Linked DNA regions of Hordeum vulgare: region 1 is linked to region 2. Evidence: chromatin contacts called from public Hi-C data. All regions are on one chromosome and are shown on one strand. The core of a region is the stretch at or near the end of the contact, and the rest is flanking DNA. Distances in the headings are between cores, read along the strand shown. Region 1 holds the start of LOC123403362 (cytochrome P450 87A3-like). Region 2 holds the start of LOC123402345 (E3 ubiquitin-protein ligase At1g63170-like).

Region 1 (5,250 bases), core at 110-2,609, 690 kb before region 2:
TCACGGTTTCATACATGCCGAGTCCGGTCGTGTGCGGAGCTGATCAATTCATTAATCGTATAATCAATGGGGAGAACTGATAGGACGGTGCAATACCCCTGCACGAACGAGCACACGTGTATGTATGCATGCACGTACGCACGTAAGGAAAGCAAGGTGCATGCATGAACATCTGGAGGAAGGCGACCCTGCCAGCTCGATACGACCGTGTCGACCGACAAACATGCTGACAAAAAATGGCGGCATGCATGTACGTTACGTGGCCGTGCGTGCGTGGAACCACTTGTCACGGGCACGCACACTTAAACCTGACGTGACAATGCAAGTTCACGCGTGATCGATCGATGGATGGATGGATCGGTCGTCCCAACGACAGGTCGTATGACGTTCATGGAAGATTCATGTCGATCTGCTGTGCGTATGGCATCCTAGCTACTGTGTGCTGAATTCAGGGCCAGCACAAGCAGATTTATATGCATAAGATAGTCCGGAACGAAAGAACATGTACCTCTCTGCACTTTGCCGGTACGTACGTACCACTTGTGATTGCGACGTCTTACTAGATCGATGCATGCTCTGATGCTCACAGCAACAGGCCAAAAGCGGCCGATAATAAAAACAAGTGTTGACTCGCTGTCGATGGGCATTTGACAATCTTTTGTGTGCCGGTGGATATTCTACCATTTTCTTCTACTGTTCTACCATGCCCCGCCAGGTTTTCGTAGTTTCTTATCCACAGAGTTTACATGGGGCAGCCTAGTCTTGACAGTTCATAACTATTGTTTCTTCCAAATACAAACAGACATTTGCATTCCTACCGAACCGTTTGATTCTGTCGAACTAATTGACATCTGTATTTTGAACCTATATGTACGTAGTACTGTCCAACAGAAAGGCAAAATGGAAGGACACACAGCCACACACGGACCATTCGAAACCCAAGCGCATAGCTTGGCGTCTCGCCTAATAATCACCTAACAGATGCCAAAAGAACAACTCGTGGTCCGGAGAACAGCCGGCAAATACATTGCTAGCTGTACATGCTTTTATCCTGAATCATGCACGCACTCGGACTCGGACATGGCCAGCCTTAAAGATGTAACCACTCTAAAAAGTTCAGAACACAACAGCTTGACCCCTGTGGCGGGTAGCACAGTCGTCGGAACATAACACCACAGCACACGAGAGCAGATCCTGCGCAAGCTTGCAAGAATTTCTTCCCCGTCAAAAAGATAAACACTCTCTGCAGCAATAATTCTCCTCCTCCCAATTGTTTAAGTTCCTGCCTGGCGGCCTCCCGCGGCATTTCCGACGAAACCACTATATAAGGCGAGGCAAATCTCCCAACATAGCTCCCCGTACTTGTTGCAGCTAGCCATATCTTGCGCTAGCTTCTCCTCTCTCTCTCTCTCTCTCTCGAGCACCGCCATTGCTCTTGACCTAATCTAATATATAGGGTCGGCCGATACAGCAGTACTAGTCTTTAGTTGCAGCTTGGGGTCCTCCATGGAAACACTATGGGTTTTTGCCTTGGCCATGGCGGTAGCTTCTATCCTGTGGGCGTACAGATGGAGCCACCCCAAGGCGAACGGCCGGCTGCCTCCGGGCTCCCTCGGGCTCCCTCTCCTCGGCGAGACCATGCAGTTCTTCGCCCCTAATCCTACCTGCGACGTCTCCCCCTTTGTCAAGGATAGGGTGAACAGGTAGGGTAGCTAGCTAACCACATGTAGTACCACCGTTATGCACCACGGTGCCAGCATCCAAACCCAATCAGTTCATGATCACATTGGACTATTGGAGTAAGTACGCATGAGACTGAGCTTGCTCTCTGACATTGATTGAATGCGTGTGCATAGGTACGGTACCATCTTCAAGACCAGCGTCGTCGGCCGGGCGGTGGTGGTGTCGGCAGACCCGGACCTTAACCACTACATCTTCCAGCAGGAAGGAAAGCTGTTCGAGAGCTGGTACCCGGCCACGTTCACCGAGATTTTTGGCCGTGACAACGTCGGCTCCCTGCACGGGTTCATGTACAAGTACCTCAAGACCCTCGTGCTCCGCCTGTACGGCCAGGAGAACCTCCGGGCTGTGCTCCTCGCCGACACCGACACTGCCTGCCGCGCCACCCTTGCCTCCTGGGCTGGCCAGCCGAGCGTCGAGCTCAAGGACGGTCTCTCCACAGTAAGGCCATGTTCAGTACATGAACTACCTGGTACTACGTTTAACATCATCAGGTTAGAGAGATCATTGCTGATGTGCATCTCCTGTTTGTTCCTTGTCCTAGATGATCTTTGACATTACCGCGAAGAAGCTGATCGGTTACGAGCCAACCAAGTCGTCCAAGAGCCTGAGGAAGAACTTCGTGGCCTTCATCAGGGGGCTTATCTCGTTCCCGGTGAACATCCCCGGCACAGCGTATCATGAGTGCATGAAGGTACGCACAAAGCCACAAAGGCTTCTTGACAAGCGTACGTAGTGCACAAAACTGCACATGCCTGTCAAGTCAACATACGACCAGTCAAATGGCTGCTCTCGCGGAACCCACTCCGTTAAGCTTCTCTGATCTGCCCGGAACGCTTGACGGAGCTGCAATTGCATGTCTGTGCAGGGGAGAAGGAACGCCATGAAGGTGCTCAAGAGGATGATGAGGGAGAGGATGGCGGACCAGGGGAGGCAGCGCCAGGACTTCCTCGACGTGATGATCGAGGAGCTGAGGAGGGAGAAGCCCGTGCTTACCGAGACGGTGGCGCTGGACCTCATGTTCGTGCTCCTCTTCGCGAGCTTCGAGACGACTGCCTTGGCCCTCACGCTAGGCATCAGGCTCATTACCGAGAACCCGAGGGTGCTCGACGCGCTAACGGTTAGTGGTCATGTATAAACTGCATGTGACTTTACGTCTATCGATCTCGAATCGATGTTTGTGTGCAGCGGCAAGGCAACCAGGCTTAAGCTGCTTGTGTGCAAAATAACAATTGACGATCTTTGTGTGGTCAGGAGGAGCACGAGGCGATCGTTAGGGACAGGAAGGACCCGGATGCCGGCCTCACGTGGGCAGAGTACAAGTCCATGACCTTCACCTCTCAGGTGAGCCTAACCGGGACTACGTACCTAGCTAAGCTATGATGCAAATTGCACGATTAATTAAGAAATGATTTACTCGACGTAACAATGGCTAACGAATGGCTGTTAGGGCTGCACTGTGATAGTGGCAAGGTTTTGAGGAACCTTGACAGACCAGATGCGATTATGCAAGTGGCATGCTTTGTGCTCCCTACCTGAGTGACCAAATGCATAGTCCACGAGAGAGAAGATATATATATGTTAGTACTAGTTATCATCTTGATAACAAAAGTAAAAGAAACGAGATCGAGGAAGAAATTATCGACACTTGACTTAGAGCCTCTGAAGGACTGATGAAACTGACACTCCCACCTCTGTGCATCCTTTGGTCATGAAGGTCACGTTGGAGATAGCAAGGATAGCCAACATCGTGCCCGGGATTTTTCGGAAGGCCTTGCAAGACATTGAATTCAAAGGTACATTGAGTGAGTGGTGGATGCCATGCCATGTTTGAATAAAGACACTTCTTGGTTCATGGCGTGAGTTTAAGAAATCTAATGTTTTTTTGCATTCTCCTCCTTTGGATGCAGGCTACACTATTCCAGCAGGGTGGGCAGTCATGGTGTGCCCTCCAGCAGTGCATTTAAATCCCGAAATCTATGAGGACCCATTGGCTTTTAATCCATGGAGGTGGCAGGTTTGTGCTCGTTCATCTGTATTTATGCAAACTGAAACCAGCTCATTTCATTTTGGAAGCGAACTGAACGTTAGGGTTGCGGTGCGCAAGCTGAATCTAGTTGCCGGCATGGCCCATCATCGACGGAGTGTCACCGTGGGTGGTAGCTTCAGGGTTTTGTTTGCTTAAACTTCCAATGTTCCCAGTTGCCGGCATGGTCCATGCAAGTGACTACCCTAAGTTTGACCACTAATCAAAATAAGTTTGCTTAAACTTCCAATGTTCCCAGTTCCCAGTTCCCAGTATCATTTTTTCTATTAAGGCCCTGTTTGGTTCCAAATAAGTCACCAACTTATAAGTTAAAAAGTGCAAAAAGTGACTTATTTTGTCAAACAGACCCAACTTATAAGTCACCCCAACTTATAAGTCATAAGTTGCTCCACCCTAACTTAAAACTTATAAGTCACCCACTTTTACATGGAAATGTGACTTATAAGTCAGATGACAACCAAACAGGCATGACTTATAAATCACTGGTTTTAAGTCACCTGACTTATTGAAACCAAACAGGGCCTAAAGCCAATAGCATGCAACAGTCACGCCACTCAGTCAAGGACTCCATCAATGCTTGAATCTCTGAATTTCTCCCAAGTTGTAACTTATTACCAACTTCGAATCGTGAAATAGAGTTTAGTAACTTGGTAGGATATATTGGAAGAGGAAGCCAAAGTGCACTTGGTGTAGTGGCTATCTAATTAGCTGGCATTAGGGTTGCCAGAGAACCACACTAAGACATTGATTTTTTTTACCAAAAATCATGTATGGTATTTTACTGTATTTGCATGGGATCATGACTAGCTCGTAATGTACTCTAGCATCTTTGGGTTTTAGAACTCCAATTCGACAATTCATCAATGTGGCAAGTTGTGCTATTTCAACACCTGCTTATTTGGGAAGCAAATACAGAAGTCGAGTTTCTGGTAGTGTATACAGGGGATGAACCTGAAATATCGGTAACAATAAGCTCAGTCCTCTGTATTGTGCTACGTGATTAGTCCACTTGTGCGCGGTCAAATCAGCTTCTAGAGCAGCATACTGTCAAATGATACTTAAACCTCACTGCTCTGTTGATAAGGAACAGGTAGGAATAAAGAAAAGGATGCGGCCTAGCTAGTGTCTCATAGAGGTAGAAGCAAATGGAAGCTAGATTAATATATATACATCTGCTTACAGAAGCATCCATGCACGCATGGCCTTCGTGAGCGAGAATGCATATGAAAGTCATGTGTTGTGTTTACTTTTGGGTTTTGCAGTCTTGACTCACCTATTTGTCTGAAGAAATAACACTTCTGGGTTTTACTTGGGCTGCAGGATAAGATGGAAATCACCGGTGGAACAAAGCATTTCATGGCGTTCGGTGGGGGTCTCCGGTTCTGCGTCGGAACCGACCTCAGCAAGGTGCTGATGGCGACCTTCATCCACTGCCTGGTGACAAAATACAGGTGCAGTTCGTA
Region 2 (5,424 bases), core at 241-2,740:
GCTATCTACTTTACGACAATTTCTCGTAAGGAAATTACGACCTTTTTCGATCAAATTGGTCGTTATGGTCTGGGGTTGGAGCCTCCCAAACAACTTACGACCAATTAGTCTCAAATGGTCGTAGATTTACGACCATTTCAACCAGGGTCACTACGAGAAGGTCACTAGTTGACATATTTTTTGTAGTGATTGGCTTCGTAAAAATGCCACTCGGCTCGTGTGCATTTTGATTAACATGCCATTTTTCATTTTTCATTTGTTTTTTTCTTTTCCATTTTCTAGCATGTGAAAGCAGCCTAGAAATGAATTTTGGGTGTGCACACCTTAAAATATGAGGTCTATTCCAATTTGTTTGGATAACCCCTGATAATCAACTAATTTTTATTTAGTAAATAATGTTTTCTAAAATTCTGGGTGTGCCATAGCACAACCGGCACGCCCCTAGGTACGCCACTGCCTGAAAGGACAAATACACCCTTGAATCTTTCAATCTTATTCGACGTGTTTGTGGTCAAGCTTGTCCTTGTCGCCAGGTTGCTTGCCGTTGTACTTCGTTGATTCTTGTCCAGCCAGCGTAACTCCCCATCTTAGCTGGACCAAGCCCGGGTGAGCTACCGCAGGTCGCCGCCGTTGCTAGCCCATGCCTATGTGCACCACTGCGGCTCGTCGCCCTAGCTTGACCATGCTTGTGTGAGCAACCACAGGTCGATGCCGATGCTCACCCTTGCTGTGTTGATGCATGCAGCTCGCCGTATGTGCTTGTCCACGTCTGCACGGGCCAGCGCAGCCTCACGGATGCCTGTGCGAGGCACCGCAGCTCGAAGCTGGTGCTCGTCCACCCCTACGCGTGCGAGCGCAACTCACCCTCCCCTTCATGCGTTAGCAACAACAGCCGGACGAGGAGACTCGTGCGTGCACAAGTTGTGAAGATGAAGAATGCAAGCAACCTGTAAGTGATTTTCTTCTCTAATCCTTGTCTTGATTTTGAATCGCAATTTGGCATTTTCATAAAAAATAGCATGCTAGTTTCAATGACTTTAGCTGAGCAACAATACCAACAAAGAATAAACATGTACGCCACCGATTAGGGTACTGAATAACCATGAAAGACTACGAATTGTAGCTTATTCAAATATATGAAATGGGTTGTGTCCTGTGATTGAAGCAAGACATTCAGACGACCAGGGATGTGGCAAGCACGATATCCTCACAGGGTAGTACACACTCATCGCTTCAAGCGCTCTGATTTGATGTCGTGTAATAAGAGTAGATATCATCAAGGATATTTGGTCCTTTCAGGTGCTAGAAAATAGAAAAAAAAGAAAGTAATGGAAAAAAGGAAAATGACATGTTAATCAAAATGCACACGAGCTACGTGGCATTTTTACAAAACCAATATTAAGAATGATAATTTTGCAAAGCTTTATATTAGAAGTGGCAAATATTCGATTTTCTTGGCGTGGAGAGATGTGGGAGGGAATTTTGGGGTCGGCCTTGTAGATGGCCTGATTGGTGCTCAAGAAAGAAAGAAAGGAATTACGCGCCGTAGTCCCTCTCGAAGGAAAACCCGAGTCTTCTCCCAATTCCGCAGGGAAGAAGGTAACAAAGACGTACACACCTCCTCCCCATTTCGCTAGGGTTCCTCCGATGGCGACTCCACGATCCTCGAGTCCTCGCAGCGACGCGCTCCTCGACTCAGCGCCGCTGCTCGGCGGCGGTGGGCGGCGTCGTGGCGCGCTGCGCCGACCGTCGCTCCGTGGGACGGCGCGGCTGCTGCGGCAGGGCGGTCGGCGGGCGATGCGGGAGCCCTCCCTGCTTGTGCGGGAGACTGCGGCGGAGCAACTAGAGGAGCGCCAGGCCGACTGGGCGTACTCCCGCCCTGTCGTGGCACTCGACCTCCTCTGGAACCTCGCCTTCATCCTCACCACCGCCGTCGTGCTGGTGCTCAGCGGCGACGAGAGCCCGTCTGTGCCGCTCCGTATTTGGATAGCCGGGTATGCCGTTCAGTGCGTCGTGCACATGGTCTGTGTTGCCATCGAGTATCGTGTGCGTCACGGCCAGCGTGGTGGGTCCTCCATGGCCGCCGACGAGGAGAGGGGCACTGATGGATCATCCTCGTCCATAGACGACGCCGGAGAGAGCGGTCCCCATGGACGCATTGGCTACTTCGCCAGGTAATTTTACGAATACCATTGCTATCCTTTAACTTAAGCACAGTTACGTTCCTCTGCCGGGTCTGCCCCCCTATATATTTTTAGGGCTTGTTCGGTTAATCCCAGCCAGGAGGGGATTGGAGGGGATTGGAGAGGATTGAAGGGGATTGAGATGGAATTTGACTTATAGTGGAGTTCATGACTAGCTGTATCCTAATGTTCCTTGCTTGACTTGTTCCTTATGTGGGTGTAATTTCGTTCTGAGCGGAACAGAATAGGGAGTACCATACCATATCGGAATATTAGTGAGGTAGAACCAACTGTTTGACTTTTAATTACGTCATAAGATTGTTAGTTATACGAAATGGGTCTCTAATATCAATTATAGTTCAGTGGCATGTAAACCCAATAAAAGTGTTGGATATCTATTCGGTGTTACTCTGTTATTTCCTGACAAACTGATCAATTGAAGTGATATCTCAGTAGCGGCAGGCTGAGTACCTTCCAAAATATCTAGAATGAATATTAGAATGGGCATAGCAAGGAGCTTACTATTGAAATTAAGTTACTTTACCCACAAAAAAAGTTACTTTAGCTGTGAAGCTAATTCAATTAGACAACTCCGGTTGTTTCTTGTGTTCCCTTCATTTTTTTCAATCATCTTTATCTTGATCTTCATCCACCTTGCTTTTGCTAATGCATGCTGAGCTATGCTGGTCTATCCAGGTATGAGACTATTACGAAACAGAAAATTTAAACGCATGCATTTTCTTGTGAATATCGGTTACTGGTGTTATTATAAGTTCCCCATACTATCCTAAATCTTGAACAATTTTACCCATATATGTGTCTTGGACGACAACTAATACATTGATTTATACTACTCCCTCCGTCCCAAAATAAGTGTCTTAAGCTTAGTACAACTTTGTACTAGAGCTAATGTAAAGTTGAGACAGTTATTTTGGGACGGAGGGAGTATGATGTAAGGCTGTATACGACTACTTTGAGAAATATGCCTGTAATTGTTCTATTCTGCATCTCTGGTTATATAAGCACCAGCCTGGTGGTTAGGCCATTCTATTTTCATTGACAATATGCATTTGTGCTTTTACCTCGAATGCTCGTATGCCAGTTTCCTTGCAATCATATTTTACCAGTGTTCACTTTTTACATTTCAATTAAGTAACTGTAGTTTAGTGTTGAATTCATTTCACACTTTTGTTCTTGTTTTGCTGCCCTTACATTAGAGTTTTGTGTATTCTTTACAATATGTTAATTTCCCACCATGTGTTATTTCCTGATTGGAGTTATATGTACTACTGCAGTGTAGCAAAACATCTGGAATCTGCTAATACAATGTTCTCCTTTATATGGTGGATAATTGGATTTTACTGGGTATCTGCTGGTGGACAAGTTCTTACCCATGATGCACCCCAGCTCTACTGGTACATATAGTTTGATAAGATATGCTTGGACCTTTTTGTATGGATTTTCATTTTATCTGTTTGACATTATGAACATATTTCCTTTCAACTTCCTGCAGGCTTTGCATCGTCTTTCTGGCGTTTGATGTTTTCTTTGTCGTCTTTTGTGTTGCTCTGGCTTGCATCATTGGTATTGCTGTTTGTTGCTGCCTCCCTTGTATCATAGCAATTTTATATGCAGTATCAGATCAGGTATGGCTTCTCAAATGTGTGTTATATAAATGCCCGTTAAGTTATAGTTTATCTGGTGCAAATGTACGCTAGTTTCACTATTTGTTCTCGTGTATTCTTATGCTGTTGGTTCTCAAAACACTAAAACTAGTCATAACTATACCAGTAACCAGCCAATGCACAATTTGTTCTAAAAGTCTACTGGTTAGACATTATTGTTAATTGTTATTGGCCATATACAAGGAACATATGGTCTAGCATTTCAACAGTGCCGTGTAATCAGACTAAATAGTGTAAGCTAAATTTATGGTCTGATTTAGCTGACCAAGTCTTACTCAGCCACTTTACAAGTTATAGATGTTGGCAGATTGTTGAAACCAGAGATGTCTTGTGGATCGGGAAACTGAAATATTAAAGTGGTTTCTGTTGTGTTTGTATATGTCTCATGAATAGTTTTTGTTATTGTTGTCCAACTGTTGCCCACTTCCATATCCTGTTGATTAATCCCAATGACAAGTGGAAGTGCAGGTGTGCCACCTGCTCAACTAAGTCTGGTTGGCATATGGGTACTACTTCCCTGATAAATGTCTTCTGAACTTATATTGATATTGTTTAATTGCAGACTGATAGTTATGTTTCCTAGTTTCTCTTGGGCTTGCGTTATATTTGTATAGTCTGCCTACACAACAATAAAGCATAAACCTTTTTCATCTAATAGACGGATACAATTTTTTCACAATCTGTTTATACTAGGAGGGAGCTTCTGAAGATGACATTCGCCAAATTCCGAAATACAAATTTCGGAGGGTGGACGAGCCTGAAAAGCAATCTGTCACCATGATTGAATCTTCTGGTGGAATAATGATAGAGTGTGGTACTAACCAACCTATTGAGAAAGTACTTGCAGCTGAAGATGCAGTAAGTTTGCTACTTTTTGTCCTTGACTTGAAATGTATAAATTTATTTGCCAAACTGGTTCCTGCTTATGTGAAGTTGTGAACTATTTGTGGAACCTACTCCCTCCGTCCCAAAACTCTTGTCTTAACTTTGTCTAGAAATGGATGTATCTAAATACTATAACATGACTAGATACATTCATATCTAGACAAATTTAAGACAAGAATTTTGGGACGGAGGGAGTACTTTATTATGCCGACTTATTCCATAACCTTATATTATATATTACTTGTACGAAACTTAATAGAAAAAATATATTTGGTATTCCCTTCCTTTCATCTATACAAGGCTACTTAGTCTTGTCTTAAGTCAATTTGTTTTAAGTTTGACCAAGTTTGAGAAAAAATATTCACGTCTACACTACCAAATCAGTATCACGAGATCTATCAAGAACTATGTTTTCATAAAGCTTATTGGGTATTGTATATGTTGATACTTTTTTCTATAAAGTTGGTCAATACTAGAACAGTTTGATTTAAGACAAGACTAAAAGGAGGGACTATATCACAGTTTTTCATGGTCATGGCCAGCTTAGCTACAAAACTACGAAATATTTCCCTGTAAATATTGGGAAAAAGGTGATCTGCTGTGAATCCCTGCTGCAAATATTCTGACAGAGAGGAATTTCAAGCTGTAGTGTGGGGGGCCCATTTACTTGA

Evidence for each region. Hi-C and Micro-C count contacts between places; a contact is called where the count stands out from the background.
Region 1: a Hi-C map of leaf shows a contact between it and region 2, with 3 times the contacts expected there. The contact joins the promoter of LOC123403362 here to the promoter of LOC123402345 in region 2. A contact is called at or near these places in 4 of 6 Hi-C or Micro-C datasets (leaf and seedling).

The regions. Positions count from the first base shown.
Region 1 is chr6H:435,727,144-435,732,393 of MorexV3_pseudomolecules_assembly, reverse strand. LOC123403362 (cytochrome P450 87A3-like) reads left to right here and starts at 1,359. Exons shown (of 9, transcript XM_045097301.1): 1 at 1,359-1,703; 2 at 1,857-2,181; 3 at 2,285-2,434; 4 at 2,609-2,860; 5 at 2,995-3,084; 6 at 3,458-3,536; 7 at 3,651-3,757; 8 at 5,108-5,238. The coding sequence starts at 1,507.
Region 2 is chr6H:435,037,324-435,042,747 of MorexV3_pseudomolecules_assembly, reverse strand. LOC123402345 (E3 ubiquitin-protein ligase At1g63170-like) reads left to right here and starts at 1,490. Exons shown (of 5, transcript XM_045096253.1): 1 at 1,490-2,174; 2 at 3,479-3,598; 3 at 3,697-3,829; 4 at 4,562-4,726. The coding sequence starts at 1,648.